Linked DNA regions of Mus musculus: region 1 is linked to region 2. The links are chromatin contacts, called in public Hi-C maps. All regions are on one chromosome and are shown on one strand. Each heading gives the region's core, a stretch centred on a gene start, on an enhancer-like site or on the middle of the called end of the contact. The rest is flanking DNA. Distances are from core to core; before and after follow the strand shown.

Evidence for each region. Hi-C and Micro-C count contacts between places; a contact is called where the count stands out from the background.
Region 1: a Hi-C map of neutrophils shows a contact between it and region 2, with 2.2 times the contacts expected there. The contact joins two enhancer-like sites. A contact is called at or near these places in 1 of 15 datasets of contacts at CTCF or cohesin (large pre-B cells), 3 of 484 Hi-C or Micro-C datasets (bone marrow-derived dendritic cells, granulocytes and neutrophils), 3 of 115 datasets of contacts at active chromatin or transcription factors (bone marrow-derived dendritic cells, bone marrow-derived macrophages and double positive thymocytes) and 3 of 9 other capture datasets (adipose tissue, liver and pancreatic islet).

The regions. Positions count from the first base shown.
Region 1 is chr7:117,573,446-117,579,168 of GRCm38.p6, reverse strand. The region is part of intron 3 of Xylt1 (xylosyltransferase 1); the gene reads right to left. Among named protein-coding and RNA genes, the nearest start is that of Gm34762, 180 kb to the left of the region's middle. Within about 2 kb of position 2,013, at least 13 of the 459 cell types and tissues checked have an H3K27ac peak or open chromatin away from gene starts, as enhancers often do. A contact at or near this core is called in neutrophils, where this site is marked.
Region 2 is chr7:117,484,154-117,489,432 of GRCm38.p6, reverse strand. The region is part of intron 2 of Xylt1 (xylosyltransferase 1); the gene reads right to left. Among named protein-coding and RNA genes, the nearest start is that of Xylt1, 110 kb to the right of the region's middle. Within about 2 kb of position 2,437, at least 117 of the 459 cell types and tissues checked have an H3K27ac peak or open chromatin away from gene starts, as enhancers often do. A contact at or near this core is called in neutrophils, where this site is marked.

The DNA.
Region 1 (5,723 bases), core at 764-3,263, 90 kb before region 2:
TTGTCATGTTAAAGCTGTCACGGTGCCCAACTCAGACTGGAGTCTTCAAGCTCTGTTCACTTTGGGCTGGTCCTTAAGCCAGTCTCTTCCCATCTCATTGGACCCTTGCAAACACTTGCAAGTGAACTCAGCATGTCTGCTGTATAAAGGGGGAAACTGAGACACACAGGGAGTGAGTATGGAGCTTCAGTCCAGGCAGCCTTGTTCTAGAACTACCTCTACCCATGGCCCCCATGAAACCAGAGTGCCAAGTGAATCTCAGCATCAGGGTCCTCTGCGAGGGCCCCACCATGTGGCACCTGACTTATGAGCTAGGTTTATTTCAACAGTGATTATCCACAGAGGCCAACCCAATACACTGGCTATGTGCCCCCTTGTGTTTGTTTTTCCCATCAGTGGACTTCCAGGATGTCAGATTGATAATGTTGGGGACACCCAGGACATACTGGGTGAGTTAATGGTGCAGAAAGAAATGGATATTGAAGTGTACACTTGAGAAAGTTTGTGGTAGCAGGACATCCCAGGATCCACTTCTGTCATGGCTATCCTGGGTGGGGCTGGAATGCACAGACCAAAGACTGCATGAGGGGAGCTGAGGTCCTGGGCTAAAGACAAGGGGGAATTATTATTATTTAACCACGAGAGCTTCAGCTCCTTCTATGAGTGCTTTTACTGGTTTCTTTGATTTCTCTGTCTATATTGTCACACTCCTTCTGTGTCTGTGAAGATCGCACGCCTTCCTGGGACTGACTGTGGAATATGGAAATATAGACTGCAGAAAATTCAAGCACATAAGACAATATTAAAAAAATAAGAAAGAGGGTCTGGTGAGATGGCTCAGCAAGTGCTGTCAAGTTTGACGATCCGATTTTAATTCCTGGAATCTACAATGAGGAGGAAGGAGAGAAGTAACTCAAGCCGGTGCATATAGCATGCAAATGCACACATGCACCATGCAAATGCACACATGAACCATGCAAGTGCACACATGCACTATGGCACTAGCTAATGTATGTACACATAAATGAAAAAAAAATTATAAGAAGAAAGAGAAAGAAATCAATATCCTGGTTTATCTAGCTGTTGAACATATTAGAAACAGTTCTACATACAGATTATACATGTATGAATATATGTAATATATCTGTATACATTTCAACTTGCAGCATGCCTCCAGCCCGCAGCAATATGCTCTATGTCTTTTCCACATAGATGAATACAACCCCCTCTCTTTGCCCACTTTTTCAATATTCACAGAGCAGGTACTGTGAGCAGCTGCCCTGTCAGGTGCTAGGACACACAAATGAATGATCTGATTTTGTCTCCAGGAAGCCTAGAGTCTGGTGAGGCTGGAGTGTGGAGGGCAGGTGCCAGCTGCAAAGAAGAAGGATAGGGAGAAGGCAATGCTTCTAGGGAAGTTTCCAGAACTTTCTGAGGAAGCCAGAGTGAAGCTAAGAGCTGAGGCAGGAGGAAGTGGGAGTGAGGTAAAGAAGGTATCACAGGGTGAGGTTGGGAGGGGGATGTGTCAGTGGGTGGAGCACTTGCCTTGCAAGCGTGAAGACCTGGGTTCAGATTTCCTGAACCCAAGGAAGAAGTTGGATGAAATGTTACCTGTTGATCATGGTGATGAACCTGCGTGATGCGAAGCAGGGCAAGGTAGAATCCTGGAAGCTAGAGGGTCAGTTAGTCTAGCCTAGTTGGTAAAATTCTAGGCCAGTGAGCGTCAAAGATCTCAAATAAAGGGTACCTGAAAAATGCTACGACACCCAAAGCTGTCCTCTGACCTCCACATGCATGTTTATGTGCACATACACATGTACATACAGGTGCACACACACCCTCATGATCACGCACAAACACACAGAAGCCGCCATTGCACAACAGTGATGAAGACATCACTGAAGAAAGGGAAGATGGTTTTAGTTTAAAGAAAGTGAGCGAGAGGAGAGGTTCATGGTGTGTGTGTGTGTGTGTGTGTGTGTGTGTGCATGCACACACGATACTTCTGCTTAGATGCACACATGATACTTCTGCTTAGATTTTGGCAATTTCCTGTAATTTGGCAATTTCCTATACTGTAGAAAATTTTGTAGTATAATAATCAAAACATCCCGAGCATATAGTTAATGGCTTCTTGGTTCTTCCTTGATTGGCTTCAAAGCCAGGAGCCTCTGTGCCTGGGCTGTACTAGGAAAGAGTGTGAATTGCAAGCTATGGCTCTCAGACACATTCATCTATCTGCAGGTCTCACCTGCCGAAAGATCCCCATTTGCCTTCTGAGGTCACACCCAAGCTTCTGCTGGGCGCACGCCTCTCAGAGATGTGGGCCGGATTATTCAATCACACTGTGCTCATCTTGCTCCCAGTCCAGGTCACATCTGTCCCCTCAGCTCATCCTATGTCCTCTGTCTGTGAAGGTCACACTCCTTCCTGGGACTGACTAGAGTGCACCACCTTGGGTATCCCGAGGGGTGAAAGCAGGCGAAGGTTACTGCAAAGGTCATCTTAGGAAGCTTCAAGAACAAAGCAGCAGAAATTCATTCATTTGTTTGGAAAATAGCCACATATGCCGTAAGTTAGCTAGGCCTTGCTCTGGTTTGACTATGGCAGGTCCCCCGTAGGCTCACGTGTTTCAACACTTGCTCTTAAGCTGATGACACAATTTGAGAATAATACAAAGGATGGGTCCTTTGTATTATTCAGCTGGAGTCATTGGTCAGGGGCAGAGCTTAAAGATTATGTCCACTTCTGTTTTCTGCCCAAGGCTTCTGCTTGCTGGTCCATAGAGATATGTATGACCACTACCTCAAGGTCCCATTGCTATGTATGGAGCTGCCCTAGATGTTGTGCCTTGCCACCATAATGAATGGCATCCTGTAACTGTGAACCAACGCCAACCCTTTCTACCTTAAATTACTTCTGTCATTATTTGGTACCAGCAACAAGAAAAGCAATAATACAAATGTGGGTGTGTGGTAGGGTCAGGTGGAGGGACAGTGCCATTCATTTAAGGGACAATTATCAAGAACCATTACCAGGTAACAGACTGGAAAGTCAGGCAGTGGACCAGCCTCTGCACAGCCTCTCCCAGAGAGGCTCTTACTGAATGAGGAAAGGCTCAGTGAAGCTGTGCCTCACTTTGCACATTCAGAGCCACTTCTGGCAGCCAGCACTTGCCTGCGGTGTTTGCAGTCACTGGTTTGAGAGTTCCTGTCCCATCATACTAGCCTTCCCAGCACAGGGAAGAATGACTTTCCACCTATGGCTTGGGACCCTTTTCTAAAGAAGGAAAGACCTACTAAGGAGCTAGAGAGGAGACAGGTCACAGATCACCCGGAGAGAAGGAAGCCTTGATCTTCAGACAGGACGGGGTTAAGCTAAGACAACCAGCGCCCCTGCAGCTTCCAAAGGCTATCAGCAGTGACAACAGCTTCAATTAAATTAAACCTAGTCAGCTCCACGAGGAAACAAGTGTAATGCTAATTTCATGGGTGTATCAATGTGTAAACCTAACAGATGATGCTTAAATGAGGAAGGCAGAGAGATGACATTTGGTTAAACAATGCATCAGTGGGCAGGATTTGTTGAAACTGCCATTTACAAAAAATAGGAACAGGAGTGAAAATTGGGCAAGCTGTCACCAGGGCCAGCCACCTAGGTGTGGCGTGTGTATCTGTTTGTCTTTGTCAGTATGTGTGTTCTGTGTATTTGTTATTTGTGCATTGTGTATATATATGTTTGGGTATTTGTGTGTGTGTAGGGGTGTGCACATATGTGCAAGGACCCACATTGAGTGTCTTTCACGACCACTCTCTGCCTTACTTTTAAACTCAAGGGCTCTCACTGAACATGGAGATCACAGATTCATTCAGCAAGGCTGGCCAATGAGCTTCAGGAATCCTCTTCTGTCCTCCTTCCTAGTGTTGCAGTGTGTGCTACTATGTCAGGCTTTTTGTTTGGATGCTGAGGAGCCAAACTCAGGTTCTCATACTTGAGTGGCAAGAGCTAAGCCATCTCCCCACACTCCTGGACATTTTTGATAACCTGTTGTTACATGTGTGTTATGGTCATACGAGTTGTCAACTGTGGTTTTGGTTAGCTGGTTAGCTGCATTCTCCTTTATTTAGTCCCAATTCAAACACAAGACACAGGTGCCATCACTATATCCAGGTTGCTTCTATGGCTATTCCATCTTATGCTCTTGGGTCTCTCTGATGGTGACAGAGGTGACAGAGGACATCAGATGACTTTGATGAACACAGATCCAGTCAACTGGCAGGATAAAAGGTAGTTATCATTTCTACACATGTTTGAGAGATTGAGTCACAGGACTGCATCCAGATGCTAGATTCCATAAGGAGAGAACAGAGTTTCTCGAAGCTACCATAGCGTGGATGCTCTAAACCAGCATGTCTTACATAGGGGCAGTTGAGTCCTTCCCATCCCACGGACATTTATGAAGTCTGGAGAAACTTGTAGGTATGAGAACTGAGGGAGTCAGACTTGCACACAGACCTAGAGGAACTGTCGGACTGTTGACTGCCGAGGCGTCATGGCTGCAACAGCAAGGGCTCAGCTGGTCAGCAAGTCAGGTGCTGAGGCTGAGATCCCATCGCAGAACCGTGCATCTCTTAATAAGTCATGGTGGGAAACGAGCAAAACTACAGGTTCCCGTGTTCCAGTCCTGACTGTTTTCAGAGCCCTCTCTAGTGACCAAGATGGCTGCTCTTCCTGTTGGTGAGTATCAGGAATACCAGGGGGTGGGCAGGAATGGCAGGCATTAGGAAAGCCAACAGCAAATGATGGTTAGGATGTGGATGAGAGAAGCTCTTCTACACTGTTGGTGGAAGTCAGAATAGAACCTCATCAAAACCCCTATGAATAGACCTACTAGATGATTCTGCTGTGCCTCTCCTGTGTGTTTATTGGCAGGACCTGCAACTCAACATATTGAAGAGATACTCATACATTAGTGTTTGTGACCACCCCATTTGCTATTGTAAAGTTCTAGAGCCAACCTGGAGCACCCAAAACAGAGTAGTGGATCAGGACACACAGTGAGGGTGGTGTCTGCAGAAAAGTGGATGCAACTGGAGAGAAGCCAGCCAAGCAAATTAAGTCATTCTTAGGATAGCAGGTACCTCATGTGTTCTGTCCAAATGTGTGTCTGTCTGTATAACACTATCCTAGTCCCGTACCTGCCTAGGTACAAAGGGGAATAGTGGGAGGGAAAGAGAGACAGAGAGGACTGGAGGAGGGCATTAGGGGGACTATGCTCAACATACAATATGTATTTGTATGAAAACTGAAAAAAAAAGAATACATTAAGGAAAAGAGAACACCAGTGCGAGTGGAATGAGGAGGTGATGGAAGTCTGCAGACAACTCTTCAACTGCTTCAGGGTCAGCATGAGGCAGCTGTGGCAGTTTACAAAAAAGGGCTGACATTTGTTAAGTGCCTCTCTCTGTCTCTCTCTAGCAAGCCTTGAATTGCAGGGAACATATTCTAAGACTAACCTGTCAGCCAGTGACAACTAAATTACTAACCTTGCCTCCCCCTCTGCCCCATATCCCTGTCAGGTACGCAGCCACGTTCTCAGAGAAAAGCTTCCTGGAGAAGTGTTCTCAGCCCCGGGAAGGTGACCTTTCTGCCAGAATAAACCACATGATCACACGTGCTTCGTGAAGACCCAAAACCTTGGGCTCAGTTGCAAATGTGCATGC
Region 2 (5,279 bases), core at 1,188-3,687:
GCCTTTTCCTTCTGCATCAGCCACCTCACATGCTAATCCCTGACCCTTGCCCCCGGCTTCCTTGCCGCCATCAGCTCCTATAATTTCCTATAATTTTTCCTGTTGGTGCTCACGCTCCACCTCTGTTTTCAGGAACAGCTTTATCTGTATGGAAGGATATGTTCTGATCCTGACTTAATTCTCACTCACCCTTTGGAACATGTTGTAAACAGCTGCTTCGCTAGGGAGCCAGTCCCTGGGGTTCTGTTGGGAGTGCCAAACATTATCACTAAATGGACAAGAGCTCACAGATAGGAACATCAATAGGCCCTTCCCATAGGTTGGACTCTATGTAGCTCAGTGACTGAGTACTTTCCTAGCTTGCTCAAAGGTGCCAGGTGCCATTCCCCACATGGACATAAATTGACATACAAAGATCCAGCTATAAACAGAGAAGAAAGCCAGAAGATAGTGAGCTAGCTCAGTTGGTAAAGGGGCTTGCTGCACAATGATACAAGCCTGCCAACGTGAGTTTGATCCTTGGAATTCACATAAAGATGGAAGAAAAGAACTAATCTTATTAGGTTGTCCTCTGACCTCCACACATGTGCCCAGGTAAATACTACTACTACTACTACTACTACTACTAGTAGTAGTAGTAGTAGTCTTGCACATGATCACTCTGTGGGAACTTAGCGACACATCTACACTAACATGTCTCAATAACCTCCCAGGACCTGTCTAGGAAGCTATGGACTTAGGAGTCTATGGAGAGAGTGTGCTGGGGTCTTTGAACTTGTATTTACACAGGCATTATTTTTGCTAATTCTGGTTCCTTCATTTATGAATATAGCTGCAATGGTGTTGCCAGTACCCGAGACCTCGACACTGATACAAGCTGCAGACATGTTCATGTCACACTACCTGGCAGCAGACACCTCAGGTTACTATTTACCTCTCTCTCTTCTAGATGACAGTAGTTAATAAGTTTGCTGCCAAGTCTAGTTAGCAAGCATGCTAAAATGCAGACAAGCACAGGGTCTCCTGCAGACTTCTGGCTTTATGTATATTCTGTAGCAGCATTTGAGACAGATGTTTACCTTTGCCTTACAATGCATCTACTTTTCTTTTGGAATATTATTCAGAGACTGAATGGCAGAGTTTCTTCCAGATGCCAAAGGGATAGAACAATGGTGACAATGACCTGCTCTAAACTGTGGGCTCACAGGAGTCAAAGTACTGGCTCCTGCATATCCTACCCCTGGTACTCAAAGCACTAGTTGGTGCATGCTAAGGATTTCCAACAAATGAACTGAGGTAGTTTGGCTGCCTGTATATGTATATGAGAGAGAGGGAATGAGGGAGGGAGAGAGAGAGAGAGAGAGAGAGAGAGAGAGAGAGAGAGAGATCTACATACCTACATATTCATCATCGGCCTGCCATTTATCTGTATATCATCTATCTATCTATCTATCTATCTATCTATCTATCTATCTATCTATCTATCATCTAACATATCTATCAATCATCTAACATATATCTATCAATCACCTATATATCAATCACATATCTGTCTGCCTGTCTGTCTGTCTATCATCTATCACCATCATCTGAATGGCATCTAACAATCCATCACTCAATCTCTGCATATATGTATCACTCTGGATCCTTCCTTCTATGCAGTTCTCTATTCCTCCATTTTTTACAATAACATCCATCCATTCACCACCCAAGCATCCATCCATTCATCCATCCATCCATCCATCCATTCCTCCATCATTTAGCTACCACCATTTATCATCCATAACACCTTCTATTCATCTATTCACTATGTATCTGCCCATCCATTACTCTCATTCTCTCTGCTCTCCATCCATCCATCCATCCATCCATCCATCCATCCATCCATATATACCTTGTCTCAGCCAACCCGCAGTTCGAACTATTACCACTGCCAGAGTCAAATCTTTAGCTCAGCTGGGCAGTTCATTTGTGTACTTGGTCAAAGGGAAACATAACCCAGCGTGTAAATAGGTGGTATTATTTTCTTATGTGGCCTTGGGCATGTCTTTTCACATGCTTGTGGCTTGGTTATCTTCCAGAGGTCTAGCACAGAGCTCTGTGTCCAGCTGCCATACCACAGGTTGGGCCACGAGCCCAGGCATAACCCTGAGCCTGGGCCAAGACCATTGACTCCCCAAAGAATGCATTGATTTTTTTTGCTTTTAAAATATCACAGAGTGGTTGAGCCTCAAAGGCAGTCACAGCTATTACTAAATCCACCCACTGTGCCATGATGGCTGAGCTCTGCTAAGATCCAACACTTGCTGGCAATATGACCTTGGGTGACTTAACTGTCTCTCCCCAGTTTCCTTCTTTTTCTTTACAAGCTTGATGACAGCCACACAATCTCACAGGGGTTTCTGAAACCTTTTTAGCATAGAGATTGAGTAAGTTTACTCCTGTGGGGAACTTACCATAGTGGCCTGCACATAGCTGGGTGCTCGAGCAGTGTTAGGACAATTACTTGCTTTCTCTGTTTCAAGGGGGCAGAGAATCTAAGTGAGACTTGAAATCCTGGAAAGGAAGCAAGGAACCAGCAAATACCCTTTTCAGCAAATGCTTCAATCCCTTACCCCAGCATCTGTCAAGAATGGCACATATTAACAATTGCTCCCATGCTTTTGAAATGAAAAACAGGAAATCACTTAAACGCTCACAGGTCTGAAGGAGCCTCACGCAGGACAAGTCAGTTCCCTTTAGCATCATTTAAAACACGTGCCCTTTGGGCTGGTGAAATCTGGTCACTTATGCTACGGATGTAAGAGTGACTAACAGCTGTGTTGAAAACAGGAAAACGAAGAGGAGCCACCTACATATCTAACAACAGGAAATGGGCTCACAGTGAAGGGACAGCTCATAGAATCAACTAATAGTTATCCCACAGTTTCCACGTACCAGACTCCAAGCCAGGTGCTAGAAAAAGAGTTGGACAAAATAGAAGTTGAATAATCAGGAAGATTAATATGGGCTGATATTAAGTGAGGATAAAGAGACAGGAAGTACCCATCATTATAAAATATGGCTCATTAGATTCTATTTCTTGGAAGTAAACAAATGCCTGTCACCACACCACACACACACACACACACACACACACACACACACACACACACACACACACCACAGTTGCATGCACAGAAAGACAGATGATAACCATGAGTAGCAGTTACCTAAGAATGGTGCAAAGGTCTAGGGACGTCAGTTCCCTGGATAGGCTTCCACATTGGTGGTGTCTTGTTTTACGAGGTGCTTGCGTTGCTTCAGTACATTTTCCAGTGGGTTCTCCTCTCAGATCACGTGCACAAATGCAGCAGCTCTCTTGGCTTCCATTGTTAACACTGGTCCAAATCACTGTGGCATCTCTGTGGCTCTTGCCACAGCCTCCATTCTTGACCACTAGAGATCATTTGCACTAAGGGAGCCACCAATGCCATCATCAAAAGTCAGACCATGTGATTCTTCTACTTCAGATATTCCCAGGGATTCCCAATGTAGTGTGAAAGCAAATTCATTCTAAATTCAACAGCATCCTCCTGACCTAACCCTCTCTCTGCTCTGGCTTTACCACATCAAGAGTACCCTGCCTCAGGGCTTTTGTACCAGTTGCCCCCAGCACGCAGCTGTGTAATGAGCTCCTCCGCTTGCATTGTGCTCAAATGTTGCTCTATGGCAATGTGCATGGTCCTGTCATGTTAAAGGGATACTCTTTCCCTGACTTAGCTTACTCATCCATACCCTTCTGTCTGACTTACTTTCCATAGTAATGGTCCTATCTGATGTACCCACAATTCTCATTTACTATCCTCCAGCATGTATGCTTGGGAGGTCAGGATGTGACTGCTCTGTCACCAGCTCTGAAAAGATTGTCCTGGGCTCTCAATATATACTCATTGCACAAAGAATATGATAATAATATAGCCATACAGCATAGCACCGATGACTGCAACCATGAAATCCAAATTGCGAAAGGACCCACAAGTCCCCAAAGGAGAATTTGTAAAAATAGAAAACAAGAACAAACCCTGCTTGCAGCCAACCCAAACCACCTTCAGAAAACACCCTGTGAGCAACACTTGGAGGTTGGTAGGACCTACAGTGGCCTGTTGTCCTAAGCTGGTGCCCTATACACAGGGTTCTTTCACCAAATCCAGGGATTGATGCCAGGGAGGTCTGAACACGTCATGGTGTTGCGGCCCAAAGCCACAGACTATTTCTGATGGTGTCAGGGGAGCACACACCCTCCTGAGATCGCCTGCCAAACAGATCTGAAACCTCAGTCAACGTCATCCCTGCGGTCTTCAGGGATGCAGGTTGGCATGCTGTTTGGCATTTAATCTGATGCCTTCTGTAGAACAGACAGCTGGACTGAAGGGTCCCACTTCCCCCAAGGAAAAGATGGAGCCCTTTACCTCCTTATAAAGACATATGACCCATGTCTTGCTATTTTTTAAATATAAAAAACAACAGAAGCACTTTGTTTGGCAAATCAGTGCAGAGAAGGGGGACACTTGGTGCATGTTGTATTCAGACTAAGTTTACATGAGGTTATTTCGAAATAACTAGCAGAACCAAGGCTTTACCCTATGCCATCAGCACAGAACCATTGGGGTCATAGGTCATGGGCTTTAGTCTTTGGACGCATTCCTTGTTTTGACAGGCAGTTCTCAGCTAGGGATGATTTGTTCTCCCAGGAACCTGTGGCTAAAGACATTGTTGTCTGTCATACTGCAAGCTGCAGCTCTGGCTGATGGTGGGTAACCAGGGATGCTGCTGAGTGTCCTTGCAGTGCAGAGGGCAGTGAAGAATGAGCAGCCATGGACAAGTACAGAGGGGGGATTAGGGCAGACTTAGAGCCCAAGTGCACAGTACAGCTATTGTCAGAAGAGCAGAAAAGAGGCGTCAAGGTTAGATCACTTGGTAGAGTGCTTACCTAGTATGCACAATATTCTACGCTCTATCTTTACTACTGGCTAAACTCTGGAATGATGGGCCACACCTGCAACCCAGCACTCAGAGGTGAAGGAGGTAGGATTAGAAACTCAAGGTCATCTTTGGCTACCTATTGAGTTTTAAATAAGTAAAACAGACATGGTCCAGCCTCCACCTGAGTTGCCGAGCTGGGTCTCAGTAGTAGCCCTCTAATGAAACTGAGGAGTAGTCGTGACCTGATCCATCGTCTGGCTAAGTCTGGACACATCCTGCCAGGTGAGGTGACAGAGGGTAGTGGGAAGGCCAGA